Regions from separate parts of the Anas platyrhynchos genome. Here region 1 is linked to region 2. Evidence: chromatin contacts called from public Hi-C data. All regions are on one chromosome and are shown on one strand. Each heading gives the region's core, a stretch centred on a gene start, on an enhancer-like site or on the middle of the called end of the contact. The rest is flanking DNA. Distances are from core to core; before and after follow the strand shown.

What was found. Hi-C and Micro-C count contacts between places; a contact is called where the count stands out from the background.
Region 1: a contact with region 2 is called in a Hi-C map of F1 follicle, with 3 times the contacts expected there. The contact joins the enhancer-like site here to the promoter of DDC in region 2. A contact is called at or near these places in 2 of 8 Hi-C or Micro-C datasets (F1 follicle and liver).

What each region holds. Positions count from the first base shown.
Region 1 is chr2:72,728,355-72,731,516 of IASCAAS_PekinDuck_T2T, reverse strand. It overlaps DDC (dopa decarboxylase), which reads right to left. Exons shown (of 14, transcript XM_005022746.6): 14 at 1-319. The coding sequence ends at 104. Among named protein-coding and RNA genes, the nearest start is that of FIGNL1, 4.8 kb to the left of the region's middle. Within about 2 kb of position 1,601, at least 1 of the 8 cell types and tissues checked has an H3K27ac peak or open chromatin away from gene starts, as enhancers often do. A contact at or near this core is called in F1 follicle, where this site is marked.
Region 2 is chr2:72,659,807-72,662,746 of IASCAAS_PekinDuck_T2T, reverse strand. DDC (dopa decarboxylase) reads right to left here and starts at 1,408. Exons shown (of 14, transcript XM_005022746.6): 1 at 734-1,408.

The sequences.
Region 1 (3,162 bases), core at 352-2,851, 69 kb before region 2:
TTTTTCCCTCATAATTCGACTGTCCCACCTGCCCCTAAAATAAAGCTTGGCAACACAGAGAAAGCCAGCTAATTACCTCCTCCCCACAGCTGCTTTGCCATCGTTACTGCTGGTGGTCGTCGTGCTCCCACGTTTGCAGGAGGTCGGTCGCCAGCTGTGAGATGTGCTGCCAGGCAAACTTGACGTGGGTGGATTCCACCGTGCGGGAACAAACAGCAAAACGTAGCACAAACTTCTCTCGCAGGTAGCACGGCACCAGGTGAATCTTCTTGGCCTCGTTTATGCTTTTGAGAAGCGCCTTATTTAGTTCATTTGAGCCCTGAAATCATCATAATTCAATGGATACAGCAATGAGTTTCAGAAACAAGCCTGGAATATGTAAGTCCCACCAAGCTGCCGAGCCAAGGCGTCACCAGTAACATGCGGCCGCTTTCTCATCTCTCAGTGCTTTGCCATCAAAGGATTATAAAAAAGATCATGCCTCAAGAGATCGTTTTTCAGCCACAAAGAGATTTATGGATTAACTGTGGCTTAGAAGCAGTGTTCACACTGGGGCATTTGTGATAGCTGACTGCTTTTGCATGACCTAAGGTCATGAGCTATGTAGCTTCACATAAAAGCATTCATTACTGCAACCATTTCATTACACTTTTCTTAGATCTAATCAAACAGACGTGGGAGGCAGTTTTGCAATGAACTGTACTAACATTAGTAAAACAAATCTTCCAGTCTTCACTTAGGCATGGCTGCTGTTAGAGAGGCTTTGGAATATGAAGATGGAAATCTTACCCTCGGTTAAGTAATAGTTAAGGTAATGTATCCCTGGCATAAAAAGAATCAAGGAACCAAAGTCTGGTTCATACTATTAGTGAAACCCTAAAAAGGTATTTGCTGTGAGTTCTATAGCAAGTGTCCTCCACTGAATCCTGCAGTGTTTTCTTGGGGATTTTAGGAATGTGGCAAACTGACCCTCCCACTGGGAGCAGCCATTCTTCTGAGTAAGTTACACATGCTAAGTAACTTGGAAGAAGTCAGAGGGACACTACATCCATTCAGTATTGCATTTTATCTTCTTCTAGTGTACTTAGTCCTCCTTGTACTCAAATACTGAGTGTCTTTCCTTTAGAGCAGCTGCATGGTTTCAGTACCAACCCTAAAAGAAACAGGACTACACAGAAGAGTACTGATTCTTTTACAGGTTCAGCTAATGTTGCATTAATGGTTTTCCTCCTTCACCTCAATCAGTATTTAAGAATAAAACAAAAGGTGTCATTAGATTTTCAAAAACACCAGTAAATTGTTTGAAATGAAAACAACATGGGAGGGTCTTGGGACTTTTGTCAGATTTAGCAATGCAGGATGAAGTGTTCACAGCATATCTTTGGCAGTCTTTGTTACCCTAATTACAGGAACCCGTATGTCTAATTTTTTATATCAGCAGCCTGATAGATGGCCTCAGATTCGCTGGCCTGCTTGACATAACAAAATACGCCACGTTGATCCTGAGGGCTATGATTTTTCTCTTTGGGGAAGGATCCTAGCTACTGTACGGCCTTTACTCTTTCCATTTGCACTGCCGGTGACACGGCATTGCAAGAGAGGCTGGGACTTCTGCTGTTCCCTGACTGACCACTGCAGCACCAGAGCCACAAGTGGACAAATACACCTGTATACATGCTCAGCAGCGCTTCTGGTACAGCAGTGGCCATCAGTCTTCTTGAAAATATCTTTATTAGAAGACATTATCACAAATCTACCCAGTTGTGGTGTGCCTTCTTAGCCTTTTCCTAAAGAAAACAAAGCACAAGGGAGACACAGTTTCCCCTTGGAACTACGGACAAAATGATTTCTTCCCATGCTTTTGGGTCCCATTACAGTTAGAGATGAACCCAAGTCAGCATCACTGGTGAGAATGATGTACTGCTGCCTTACTGAAGGTAATCCATCAGTAAAACGTTGATCCTCATTGTTAATATGAAATGCACAGCACTGCCTTTAGGGCAACATAAGCACTTATAATATGTTAATGCCCTTGGCAGGGGTAAGGGGAGGAAAGAGAAAGGTTTGTGTGCCTTTCTTCTATTCTCCTCTCTCAGCCGCACCTAGGGGCTGCTCTGACACTCAGGTGTCACATCAAATTGAAGTTAGCAGTGACAAATCCTCTCCCAGAGCTTTGAGAAGCCAGCAGCCAGCTCTGATGGAGTCTGTCAGTTTTAATAAGCCCGTATTCTCATCCCCTTGGAGAAATGACTAGCTTGACTTCTATTCATCTGCAGACATGACAGGGAGGCCAGAAATTAACCCTTTGGCGTGATACTTGGATTCCTTCTCTGACATTTGATGAAACAGTTATAATATGAAAGTCATAGACTATTAGTCCATCTGCTCAACAGCATGAAAGGAAAAACATTAAAAGTTACAGCTAAAAAATAAAAAGAAGATTTCTCAAGATCAACAGAAGGAAAAGTATTGCTGTTTTTACAGCTCAAAGCATTATAGGGTCAAGTCCCCTGTCCTTCAGTCCTGCTGTAACATGGGGTTGTCCCAGTAAGTTACATAAAAGTTACAGGTACCCTGCTTCTACAGTGCGTTTTAATACCAAGTACAGAAACCACCAGAAGATTTTGAAGAATTATTTTAATAGGAAATAAAGTTGCAAAAATAACTGGAAAAAACTCTTCATTTAAAAGCTTGTTAGCTTGGGGTGTTCTTTGTTTGTTTGTTTGTTTGTTTTTGTGTGTGTGTTATTTTATTTTATTGTGGTTTTGTTTGTTTGTTTGTTTTTGGACAGGGAAGGCAATAAAAACATTGATGGAAATAGTGATGAAAACACTGCTGTTTCTAGACTGGTTTTCGGAAGAATAACGCCTTTATTCTACAACTTGCCCAAAGGTTTATGAGCTAGATATCCAGTATTTATCTCTTCTTGTGTAAACGCCTTTCCCTGTGAACCTGATTTCTTTCTCTGGAGCATCAGGGACAGGCGACCAGATGTGGGTGAACCACTGGTCTGATCAAAAGTGACAATTCTGTGTTGCTAAACTCTGTTTCTTTAAACTAAGCAAAGAGCACTGAGTAACAGCTATCTCTGGATCTGTAAAACCGGTGTTTACTTGTCCAAGTCAGAGAGCAGACTACAACCAGCATCTTGTTATTGAGAGC
Region 2 (2,940 bases), core at 159-2,658:
ATTGAAAATCTTGCTTTTGCATCAAGTATTCATTGTGGTATGTTATCTTTTTTCCTTGAATCATTGACAAAAACGTTATTCCTCTTTCCTCTTCCATTGAAGTCCCTATGAATCCATTAACTTCTTCCTCTGAGCCCTGGTAGTGCTGAAGTAACATTTGCCGTTCTGCATTTTGCCACACGAGAGTGTGATGCCACTGTATGGGGATAGCTCCACTTCCCATGACATAAACAGGACCTCTCTGCAAAGGTAAGTCCAATCTCACACATTGCAATGAAACCAAGCTATAGGAACAGGAGAACTGCATTTTCAAACAAAAGAGATTTGTTCTTCTGACCAAATTTGTGGAGGTTAATGTAGCTTGTCAGCTGGGACTCAGTTCCTATACGGCACAGGATGCCACCATGCAAAAGCATTGCTGTCCCTCCAGAACACTTCATTTAGTAAGCAGTGCCTTTGAGTCCATTTTAGCAGTTAAAACCTGCTTCGTTTAAAATCTTTAAATTCAAAAGTTTTGATATTAAAATACTTTATGAACTCCTGACCATTTCAATAAAATAGGCTTAAACTACTGTTGATTAAAACAGAAATGTCTAACTTGAGTACATTATGTTGCATTTCTAAATACTCGGTAGCTTAATACTTAACAAATTTTGCCGACTTGTCAGATTGGATTACTTGGTGAAAGTACAGAGGTGACTTCACTTTCTAACATGAGTAAGCTTATCCTTACCTGTTTGGAGATCTCAGTACTTTTTCAGACACTTTGGAAACATGCACTTTCAGTAGTTTCCTGATATTCTTGTTGCATTAAGAAGCGATCACAACAAGCAGCTAAAGAATCGTAGTCCCCAAAAATTTCTCAGCCCTTGCCAGTAACTACGTGGTTTTCATTGCTATTGAGCTTATCCTGAACCTGTAGTTAATCATTAAGACGCGTTGCACAACGTCCACCAGCTTTACCAGTCATTCTTTCTCAATAAGGAGGAAAAAAAGGAAAGCTGCTGAACGCATTCTGCTGCCGTGCACAGGTATTTGGGGTGCGATACGTGACTTCTTATTTACCCAGGGAGCCTCAAGTGAAAATGTAGGAGCATAAGAAAGAGGGGCACTGCGCGGGCCCTGAGGTGAAGCCCTCCACCCCTCAGGAGCAGCCCCCTGGCCGCCCCCATTCAGCGCCGCCATTTTGCAGCGCGTCCCCTGCAGGAGGCTGGCGGTGCAGCCTCACCGCTCTGCCCGTGCTTCACGGCAGGCGCTGCCGAGGGACGCAGCTGTCTCAATGAAACAAAACACCCCCAAATCTCCCCATGTTTAAAGTAAAACAGTGAGACCCCAGCCGCTCGGGCTCCATGGGAACCCCTGCCCGGAGCCCAGCCGCCCACGGAGGGAGCCGCGCCCGCCGCCTGCCGGCCCAGCCCGGCCTCGCCGCCCCAGGAGGGGCACGGGGTGTAGGGAAAAGTGTTTCTTTTTATTGCATCGCAAGATCCAGTTCACAGCCTATGTTTCTGTCTGAGCAGTCCCGGGTCCTCGGCATTAAAAAGCTGCCTGAGGCCGGGGAGCGTGGCTGGGGTCTGCTGAGCCACCTCCTGCCGCAGCCAGACTGCCAGCCTTTGGGAGGTGTCTCTGGTGGGGGAAGCCCAGAGACATTTGGGATGTAGCCGGAGCTAGGATGAGCCCTTCTCCCTCAGTGTGTAAGTGCTGGACGGCTGGGGACAGCCTCTCAGACCTGCCCCTGCACTGCAGCTCTTTGTGAGGAAAAAAGAAAAAAAAACACCCAAGACTTCAGTAGGTTGCACCCCTCCCTCCCCACCACCTCCTGTATTTTTTTTTCTCCTTTGCTCGCACACAGCAGGAGGAAAAGCTGCATTTTATCCTGAAGGCTGCTGGTGCGAGAGGCCTTCACAACGTGCCGCTACACAGCAGCTGAACAAAAAAGCCCAGAAATAACCATTACTGTGTAACTTCTAGGATACCCACTCCTGCCTTTCAAGTGAGCGCTATCCCGCTCACTTGAGGTGTATACACGTGAGGTGTAAGCAAGGTGCAGTCCCCATCATTTATCACCTTGTTTTGAGGCCACATGAAGCCAGCTACTGCCTTTGTGCAGCATACCCTATGCAAGCAGGCTGGGGGCAATCACTTCCCTCTGCTACCTTCAGTTGTTTCTGCGTGAGTTGGCCCCCATGTGAACACATACTGTATCAGACCAAAAAATATCTCTAGCCCTAGAAGAAAAAAAAAAAAAAAAAAAAAGAGTACAAATATAGGTTATCAGGTAATGATTCTTCCCCTAATGACCGCTCCTGGCACTTGGTGACATGAGGCCCATGGACTTACTGATCGAAAGATGCTTTGTTTGTAGTTAACATCCATCTGTGAGTTTGTGGAAGCTCCTTATGTTGATAAGCACTTCATGAACCCAGGCGAACTTTTAGCATGTGGTATTTTTTTATTTTTTTTTAATATCCAGGCAGTCAATGATGAAATTTTTATTTACTGAACTGGGCCCCTACACGTTAGGTGATGCCCTGTGACTTTTGATTGAAAAATAAAGTAATTAAGTATTTTGCGTTCTGCCTATGTTTTTACAGAAGTCTACTATACTTCCATCAGTCACTGCTTTCTAGTCTGTGGAACCATCTGTGTATATTTGATCGTTTTTATGACCAACCCGTTTGCTTTTCCTATAGCTCCTCCATTTCTCCTGCATCCGAAGTCTTCCTTCTCACTCCTGCCCCGGGAGTTCCTGCTCCCTTATCCCTTCTTGAAGGACAGCAGCTTCTAGGATTCTGTTTGTGAAGGTGTACGTATTAGAAAGAGGATGCAGTACTTTCTCACTCAGTTTTCTTCTTCTCTGCGGTGCTGTTTTATAAGGGAGATCAAAGACTTGTTCAGGCAATTCATTGCAAGTATTTTGAGACAAACATTTTAAGCCCTCGG